2 separate regions of the Mus musculus genome follow, and region 2 is linked to region 1. The links are chromatin contacts, called in public promoter capture Hi-C maps. All regions are on one chromosome and are shown on one strand. The core of a region is the stretch at or near the end of the contact, and the rest is flanking DNA. Distances in the headings are between cores, read along the strand shown.

The links. Promoter capture Hi-C pulls out the DNA fragments that hold promoters and counts their contacts.
Region 2: a contact with region 1 is called in a promoter capture Hi-C map of liver. The contact joins the enhancer-like site here to the promoter of Ptger3 in region 1. A contact is called at or near these places in 11 of 39 promoter capture datasets (the 3T3-L1 cell line, the C10 cell line, the HPC-7 cell line and 3 more), 1 of 484 Hi-C or Micro-C datasets (nephron progenitors), 3 of 115 datasets of contacts at active chromatin or transcription factors (all in embryonic stem cells) and 1 of 9 other capture datasets (pancreatic islet).

What each region holds. Positions count from the first base shown.
Region 1 is chr3:157,564,849-157,569,529 of GRCm38.p6, forward strand. It overlaps Ptger3 (prostaglandin E receptor 3 (subtype EP3)), which reads left to right and starts at 2,028. Exons shown (of 4, transcript NM_001359745.2): 1 at 2,028-2,997. The coding sequence starts at 2,170.
Region 2 is chr3:157,904,047-157,908,727 of GRCm38.p6, forward strand. Cth (cystathionase (cystathionine gamma-lyase)) reads right to left here. Exons shown (of 12, transcript NM_145953.2): 8 at 3,274-3,426; 9 at 2,137-2,258; 10 at 1,099-1,151. Among named protein-coding and RNA genes, the nearest start is that of Cth, 19 kb to the right of the region's middle. Within about 2 kb of position 1,800, at least 1 of the 459 cell types and tissues checked has an H3K27ac peak or open chromatin away from gene starts, as enhancers often do. A contact at or near this core is called in liver, where this site is marked.

The DNA of each region.
Region 1 (4,681 bases), core at 778-3,277:
TATCATGACTGCCCTCCGAAAGGCCCAACAAGCAGCAGCTGAAAGACTCAGATGCAGATATTTACACCTAACCAATGGACAGAGGCTGGTGACCCCTGTGGTTGAATTAGGGAAAAGCTGGGAGAAGCTGAGCAGGAGGGCAACCCAATAGGAAGAGCAGTAGTCTCAACTAACCTGGACTCCGGAGATCGCTCAGACACTGAGCCACCAACCAGGCAGCATACACCAGCTGGTATGAGGCCCCCAACACACATACAGCAGAGGACTGATGGGTCTGGGTTCAGTCAGAGAAGATGCACCTAACCCTCAAGAGACTTCAGGTTTCAAGGAGTGGGGAAGGTCTTGAGGGGTGGGGGGTGGGGAACATCCTCTTGGAGCCGGGGTTTTGGGGGGAGGAGGAGGTATGGGATGTGGAACAGTTAGAAGGCAGACCAGGAGGGGGATTAAAGAATTAAAAAAAAAAATGTTTTAAAGAAATTCTCTTTAATACAAGATAGTGCATGTTAGCAGTTTAGCCACTAGAGGGGAGTGTCGTTTCAAATGAACTAAGTCAACTCTTGGCAGCTAGCAAAAGAACCAACAGGAAAACAACCAGGAGAATCTAAAAGTTACTTATTTGCAGGGTGAACAGCTAAAATGTAGGTAACTCTGGCTGGGAAAAAAAAAATGCTTCAAGAAGAGAAGGGTTTCTGAAACTTTGTTAAGAGCTGTCAACAAAGGAATACACATGGCTCCAGCTGCATATGTAGCAGAGGATGGTCTTGTCATGGTATCAAGTGGAAGGAGAGGTCCTTGGTCCTATGAAGGTTGGATAGATGCCCCAGTGTAGGGGAATCAAAGGTGGGGAGGTGGGAGTGGGTGGGTGGGTGGAGGAACACCCTCTTAGAAGCAGGGGGAGAGATGTGATAGGGTGTTACAGGGAGGGGCGGGAAAGGGGATAACATGAAATGTAAATGAAAATATCCAATAAGAGAGAGAGAGAGGGAGAGAGAGAGAGAGGGAGAGAGAGAGAGAGATTGATTAACTATCTTTGCCAATACATGTTCTTATGGTCGACCTTCTCAGTAAGCATTAGGCAGGGGGAAGTGACCTAATGAATAGAATGCTAACCACTCAAAGGAAGACCTGAATTGGGATTCCCAACACCTGAGTAAAAGTAGCCTGGCTGTTGGGCTTGGGTGTGTGAGGCCATACCAGGCCGGGAGTCACAGTGGAAGACACTCCATGTTGAAGTCTGACCTCAATGTAAATACGAAAGGACTCTCTCTCTCTCTCTCTCTCTCTCTCTCTCTCTCTCTCTCTCTCTCTCTCTCTCTCTCTCTCTCACACACACACACACACACACACAGCGGGGTGGGAAATAGGGGGATGATAATGTAAACAAGTTAGTTATTAATAAATATAAAATTTTTGATCTAACTAAAGGGTGGCATATTTTCTTTGATGTATGAATTCCAGAATACTCTTAAAATTTAAATGTATCATTATACTGAAATGTCACTCAGTGAAAATGTGAATTTGCTATGTACTTTCACCTGTGTGCTTACTTGGTTTTGGATTTTTAAACTGACATTATCCTAGAAAAGTATTTTACCAATATGAGTTTGGAATTAGTCCAAAGTAAAATAAGGCAATAGTTTCAGGAAGACTTAAAACACAAACTCATCCCTATTCTTTCCCAGATGTGAGTATCATATGTATATACATATGATATTGATACATATACATATATATATTTATATATATATATTAAATAAAACAAATTCAATGACAGTCAAACATGAGGAGAAATCAGCATTGCGATTCACGCAGCTACTAACATGTCAGATTTCGTCTTTTCTCCAGTGTCACGTAACCCAAAGGCTGATGAGCACTTTACAGAGTCCCAGAGCTGGAGAGGCAGACCTAGGGGGCGCGGCGCCAGGTGATCCCAGCCCACACCGCCCTTCGCCTGCCTACTCGCAGCACCGCCCCTCGAGCTCCAAGGCGCGGGAGGAGCCTCGCGCGGCGTCGGGCGGCGCCTGTCCAGTCCCCGCAGCCTAGCGCGGGAGGCGGCGGGCGATGGAGAGCAGAGCCTGGGCTCCGGCTGTCCCCCAGTGCACTCTGCTGCTATCCCGCAGCTGAGCCGGGAGGCTCCGGCCCCGTGCGCCCTACCGTGGCCCCGCCACTATGGCTAGCATGTGGGCGCCGGAGCACTCTGCTGAAGCGCACAGCAACCTGTCAAGTACTACCGACGACTGCGGCTCCGTGTCCGTGGCCTTTCCCATCACCATGATGGTCACTGGCTTCGTGGGCAACGCGCTGGCCATGCTGCTCGTGTCGCGCAGCTACCGGCGCCGCGAGAGCAAGCGCAAGAAGTCTTTCCTGCTGTGCATTGGCTGGCTGGCGCTCACCGACTTAGTGGGGCAGCTCCTGACCAGCCCGGTGGTCATCCTCGTGTACCTGTCACAGCGACGCTGGGAGCAGCTCGACCCATCGGGGCGTCTGTGCACCTTCTTCGGGCTAACCATGACAGTGTTCGGGCTATCCTCGCTCCTGGTGGCCAGCGCCATGGCCGTGGAGCGCGCCCTGGCCATCCGTGCGCCGCACTGGTATGCCAGCCACATGAAGACTCGCGCCACGCGCGCGGTACTGCTGGGCGTGTGGCTGTCTGTGCTCGCCTTCGCGCTGCTGCCGGTGCTGGGCGTGGGCCGCTACAGCGTGCAGTGGCCGGGCACGTGGTGCTTCATCAGCACCGGGCCGGCGGGCAACGAGACAGACCCTGCGCGCGAGCCGGGCAGCGTGGCCTTTGCCTCCGCCTTCGCCTGCTTGGGCTTGCTGGCTCTGGTGGTGACCTTTGCCTGCAACCTGGCGACCATCAAAGCCCTGGTGTCCCGCTGTCGGGCCAAAGCCGCCGTCTCGCAGTCCAGCGCCCAGTGGGGCAGAATCACCACGGAGACGGCCATCCAGCTCATGGGGATCATGTGTGTGCTGTCCGTCTGTTGGTCGCCGCTATTGGTAAGTAGTTGGTAGAGTGGGGGCGTTTGTAGGGAGCCGTAAATGTAGGGAAACTTTCTGAAAGTGACTAGCACCCAGAATTCCTGCCGCTCATGCGGCCCCGGGTTGCAGCCTCCAGCCAAGAGCCTAAGCCGCTTGCGGAGCTTACAAGAGCTAGTCAAGTCGGTCCAGACTTGCCAGGCGCTTGTGAAGATGCAAACAGCCTAGGCACAGAGGTGGGTAGACGCTGCTCAAGCCAGTGCAGACTGATGTTTGCCCCTTGCGTTATAAGAGGAGGTATGATGACAACTCTAGCTCAACCTGCTAATCCCGCTGCGATGTTTGGGCACCTGGGAGCCAGGCAGGTCCTATGGCTTCAGCCGCACAGCAACTAACCTTCTTGGCAAACTGTCTTTCTGTTGCCAGCACTAAAGGTTCTCAGGTAGCTACTGTCTGCAGGGAGGGTCAGGAAGGCACAGATGCCGCAGCCCCCTAAGAAGCCGGGTACTGTGTACACCAAAGTGGAGGACTCTCCAGTAGCACACACACACACACACGCACTACCCCCCCCAACACACACACACTTGTGCCCCCCCCCCCCATCCTTATAGAGGAGTGAATCGCAGATCTCCGCAATTCCAGAGACAGGAGGTAAGGGTTTCTCGGTCCTTGGCATCGTATCCATCACAGAACTACCCAGAGGAAGCCATGCTTCCGCATGCTCCCTATCCCCAACTCTCACATGGTGTTTTTGAGGGTTTTTTTTTTTTTCCTGTGGCACTTGTAGCTAGAAACTTCTGTGGATAAGTGTGGTTTGCTAATTGGCAAAGAATGGATGCTTACTTTGGGCTCACACAGCCTGGCTTAATGTGCAGAGGAGCATCCCCATGGTGTGGTACAGTTATTGACCATTACATAGCAGACTCGATTCTCTCTCTCTCTCTCTCTCTCTCTCTCTCTCTCTCTCCCTCTCTCTCTCTCTGTCTGTCTTACATCTCTCTCTCCCATTTACATATACAGTTCAGTGAGGTCAGCGACATGTTGATGTGCCACATAAGGTTAATCTCCTTTCAAATGGTTATATGGTTCTTTTCTTTACCCACCCTCCCTGAGTATGTATGACAAGCCTTAGAGATCCCTGCGGTAACTGGCCTGGAGTTGTACAGACAGGACAGTGCTGCTGGGACCTAACTGCTCACAAGTGACTGAGTAGTCACTGTTCTCCAGGAGCTGGAGCACAGGCTGATGTCATCACCATGTTTATCAGAACCAGCACCAATTTTAGACATTTACTGCTGTGGTTGAGGAATGGGGTGTAGGTGGCCAAGCAGAGGGAAATGAAGCTCCCAGAGTAAACACTTCACTGAACCAGCATGGCTTTAGAGGCAAACAGTGTCCCAACATAGCACAACTGTCAGGAGTCCTGCCCTAGGATCCAGAGCATAGAGAGATGCCTGTAAAACACAAGAATGGGGTGACTGCACGTTTGGATGATCCCAACTGGTTGCATTTTAGCTAACACTTTATACAATAATTTCTCAATAAAACAGTTAAAATGAATTCAACATGAGGTTGTATCAGAAGAGAAATTTTGTTTCAAAATTGGCATTTTTGTTTATTTCTGCATGTGTGTATATGTGATCGAGAAAGAGAACGCACACGTGGAGGTGTGCACATGTGCTGTTGATGACCTCCGCATGTGGGG
Region 2 (4,681 bases), core at 550-3,049, 340 kb after region 1:
TTTCTCTCTCTGGCAGGACTGGGCAAGAGGAAGCATTTGAGAAGGGCATTGCTCCCTCCTTTACCTTGTCCCCACAGGCTTATATGACTTAGGAGATGGCACATGCCTGTGGTCCCCACCCTCTGCTGAGGTGTGTGAATGAACAAAGTCTAGCTGTGAATAAAAATCTAGAAGGAGTCTGTGTCTATAGAGACTGATGGACTGATTGGAATTCAGTACTGTGGAAGAATTGGAATTTTGTAGGATCAGAGACTATTTACTTTATCTTGGGCTAGTGTTAGCCTTCTGAAATAGCAATTCCTTGCCCCACTCTGTATCTGAACATCTTGTGATGGTAATAAATAAGACCTCTTAGAAGCTATTAAGTTAGCAGAATACTAGCTTCCAACAATCCAAGATTAAGAGTCTCATCAACAGCGTTTTGGGACTATAAAATGGCTCTCACTATCTCATTGTTCCAAACAATGTATCTTAAACTTGTCTTGATTTATAACTTTTTTTTGTTCTGTGAAACTATAAAAAACCCTGTGTGATGAGTTGTATATTTTTGGACCAGGGAGTGGCACCATTTGGAGGTGTGACCTGGTTGGAGTAGGTGTTTCACTGTGGATTTGGACTTAATACTCTCACCCTAGGTGCCTGAAAGTCAGTCTTCCACTAGCAGCCTTTGGATGAAGACGTAGAACTCTCAGCTCTTCCTGCACCATGCCTGCCTAGATGCTGCCATGCTCCCACCTTGATGATAATGGACTGAACCTCTGAATCTGTAAGCCAGCCCCAATTAAATGTTTTTTATAAGACTTGTCTCGGTCATGGTGTCTGTCCACAGCAGTAAAACCCTGACTAAGACACCCTGTGAAACTGCTTCCACATTGGAACATGGAATTTGTGTTAACTTAATCTGGGTTCCTGGGTCTGTGGTCTTACTCCCTTGAAGATGAGAGCTGTGGTTTTATGTCAGTGAGTGAGAGAGACACTCAGCCCAATGCAGCAGCTTAGCAGGAGACATAAAGAAATCAAGGTAAAACAATCAACAATTAAAAGTAAAGACTAGATAAGTGATATGCAAAAATAACAGAGAAACAGGAGAATACTTACGGAAGCTCAGCCAGACTCTCATATCCTCCCAGGCTCTCTGCCAGAGTAAACAGCTAGCAAAGAAAACAGAAATTTAGAACAGCTGATAATGGTGCTAAAATCTGAAAATGAATGCTTCTGATGAAAGCATGAAGAGTGATAATAACTATGAATAAATCAAGAATCAGGCAAGATAATAAGAAAAAAGTCATATTACAGTTTAAGACAATGCTTTTGACAATTAGATGTACTGTCTTCAAATCTTTAAAACATGAAAAGCTGCTTGCCTTTGAAGCCTGGGCTATCATTCTAGCACTCAGGAGACAGAGGAGGAGGATCTCTGTGAGTTCAAGGCCAGCCTAAACATCACAGTGAGACCTTATCTCCATGAACTTTACAAGGTAAGGGCCATAGCTCAGTGAAAGTGTGCTTGCCTGACATGTCCAAGATCCTGAGTTTCATCTCAGCACTACAAAATCAATGAATCAACAATAAACTGACCAAAGCCAGTCTCCTGCATCACCCTATTTTTTATTTATTTTTTTATTTATTGTTTAGACAATACCTAAAAAATCTGTATGTATCAAATATGCTTAAGACAGATGTTGGCCACATGGATACTGACAGGAGATTTGGTCCCTTCAGCCACCAGAACTATACCCTGAGTGATCTGCCCGGTCTGGGCGGGGCTGGTTCTACCAAAGCTCATGGGTCAAAGTTGAGGTCCTCAGTGTGGTATACCTTTAAGAAGCAGGGACCTTAGGTGCCAATGGGCTCCTTGACTGGTGACTGCTCTCACACATGATGCCATTTGCCACCAGGACTTAAGGAAGGGGCCACCTAACACTGAACTTATGCTTTTGGTCTTCAACAGTCAGTGAAGTAAACTTTTATTTATAAAATAGCCTGTCTCTGGCATTTTGTGATAGAAATGAAAAACGGGCTAATCTATCCAGTGTTGGGAATTATGGCAAGCAATAAGGACTAAGACTGTGTTACAGCACCATAAAATTTACTCCAGAAAGGAAGCGTTGGGGGAAAATCCAATCCTGAGCTCACCTTTAGATTTTTGAGGAAGGCCTTAGCATGCTGCAGAGCACCCTTGATGTAGAAACTGACCATCCCTGGGCAGCCCGAGCACTGGCGTTTGGCCAGCTCATGCTGAGGGTGAGAGGGTAGCCCTGCAACCACAGAACACGAGAGAAGTTTCATTCTAGAGCTACATATACAACTTCAAGGGAGCAAGGCCACTGACCCCTAAGTCTGCCGAAAGTATCCCTAACAATGGGGTTGTGCAAGTCTTTCTCTCCTGTCAAGCATTTAAGACATCTCTTCTACTCCTCCCATGCCCCGACCATGTCTCTTCTCTTGACTCCATCAGCCTGTGCTCTCTCTATTCAGGATCTCTGCAGGTCCGAACTCCCTGGTTAATTGCACCCTTCTGCAATTCCTTAATGTATTTTAGGAACAAGGCTATCTTCAGGCAGTGGATAGCACTTGTTAAATGTTCATGGTCAAGTATTTCCAGAGGTATCCAACAACTGTTGGGCTTGTATTTTCTGTAGGAATATGCATGCAATATTAATAAAATAAATGCATTTTACCAAATAGCAGTGAGAGATTCGAGCTCATATACATATCTAGTATGGTTTGCCCAATTTCCTTGAAGACAAAAATCTTAACTACTGTACTCATGATCCATCCTGTGGCCACAGGATCTAAGAACAAGGCTGCATAAGCCCATGGCAGCTTACCTGCTAACATAAACTCAGAGGGAAACAATGAGCCTACGAATCTACCCGAAAAGGCTGGTGAACTGAAAAGAGTCTGGGGAGAATTCTGGTATATTGTCTCAGTGAGACAAACTTAAATCAGACTATAGTAAGAGCTAGTGTTGAACAAGTGACTGGCAGGGCCATCAGGCAATTAACAGAATTATCCTGTGATGGGGTCTACACAAGCCTCAGATGCAAAAGCATCTCACATGTGAAGGCGGTCTTAACACCTGACATTCATTGCCTTCAGACCAACATCTTGTCTATCCATGCCCCACCATGCTCATTCCAGAGCCTGACAGAAAGTGACAGTAACCAATGAACAATGTAAAATTACACGAGAAAAGAAACTCACAAAGAATGAATGACCCATATAAAGTCTTAACCTAAACAGAACTGCCTAGAACTCAGGTTGACATACCAGGATAAACAACCTTTTCTACCCGGGGATTGGTCTCCAGGAAACGAGCCACCGCCATCCCATTCTTGAAATGTTTCTCCATCCGGACCTGCAGTGTCTTCAGGCCTCGGCAGCAGAGGTAACAATCAAAAGGAGAAGGAACTGCTCCTAGTGCTAGAAAGCAAACAAAGCTTGGATTAGCTTGGAGGTACCATGGGACTTAAAGAATTCTCTGGTTCCTCTTTTTCAATAGAGTGGCTCAGGAAAATCTAGCTATGAAACTCAACGTTTGTGTTTTAGGAAGGAGTTGCTATGTTGAAGTGGAAGCACAGAATGGAGCCAACAATGCACTGAGAGAAATATGTGTTAACGCGGAGAAATGGAAACCAAGGTTAGGCTTTCAGCAGATGATCCTTTATGATTCTGTAATGAGACCCTCTGCATAGTGTGGGCCTCACATCTTTGAGATATGCCAATGCTCTTTATGATTTAATGATGTGACACATCAGCTAGTGTGGGTTCTCATATCTTTGAAACGCATGACAGGGAAAAATCTGAAGCGTGGTCATGATTATTGCTATACAATCTACTAATAGTATAGCTTATTTCTGCTCTTAAAGATTTTATTTTTATTTGTGAGTGTGGGTGCAGTGCCTACAGAGGCCAGGCAGGAGAGAGTCAGATCCCCGAAGCTGGAGTTACTGGTGCTTGTGAGCCTGATGTGGTACTGGGAACTGAACTGAGGTTCTCTGCAAAGAGCAGCTCCAGCTCTTAGCTGCTGAATTATCTAATTCCTACTTATTTATCAAGCAGTCAGTCAATTACCCTCCAAAACCCCTTTGCTTACTTTGAGTGATTTCTAGAAGAGTATTTTAATTTGAAACTATGTCTGTCTCTTATCAGCCAGAGTATGGTGATCACCTATACTCAAGGTAAACTGAACAAACTACCAAGAAAAGTATATAATGTACACAACGATGTTAGGATGTAAGGTGTATGCTTAGGTCTTGAGTGCTACTCAAACCTAACCACCACTCCAGGTACTTATGTACATGAACTAACATTTCAATGTTTAAAATAGTACTCTGGCTGGGAGTGGTGGTGCATGCCTTTAATCCCAGCACTCGGAGGGCAGAGGCAGGTGGAGGACAGCCAGTGCTACACACAGAGAAACCCTGTCTCGAAAAAAGAGGGGAAAAAAAAAAAAAAAAGGACTCTGAGTGTTAAAAATTCACTGCTGTGATCTGATTCTATTTATTTCTTTGTTTATTTACTTGAGACAGGGGCTCTCACTCTGTAGTCCCGACTAGCTTGAACTTCACTATGCTCCAGGCATAACTCTGTTTATTTATCTATTTGTTTGTTGGTTGATTTGTTTATAAGAGACATAGTGTGTTGGAACTCACTTTGTAGACCAGGCTAGCCTCAG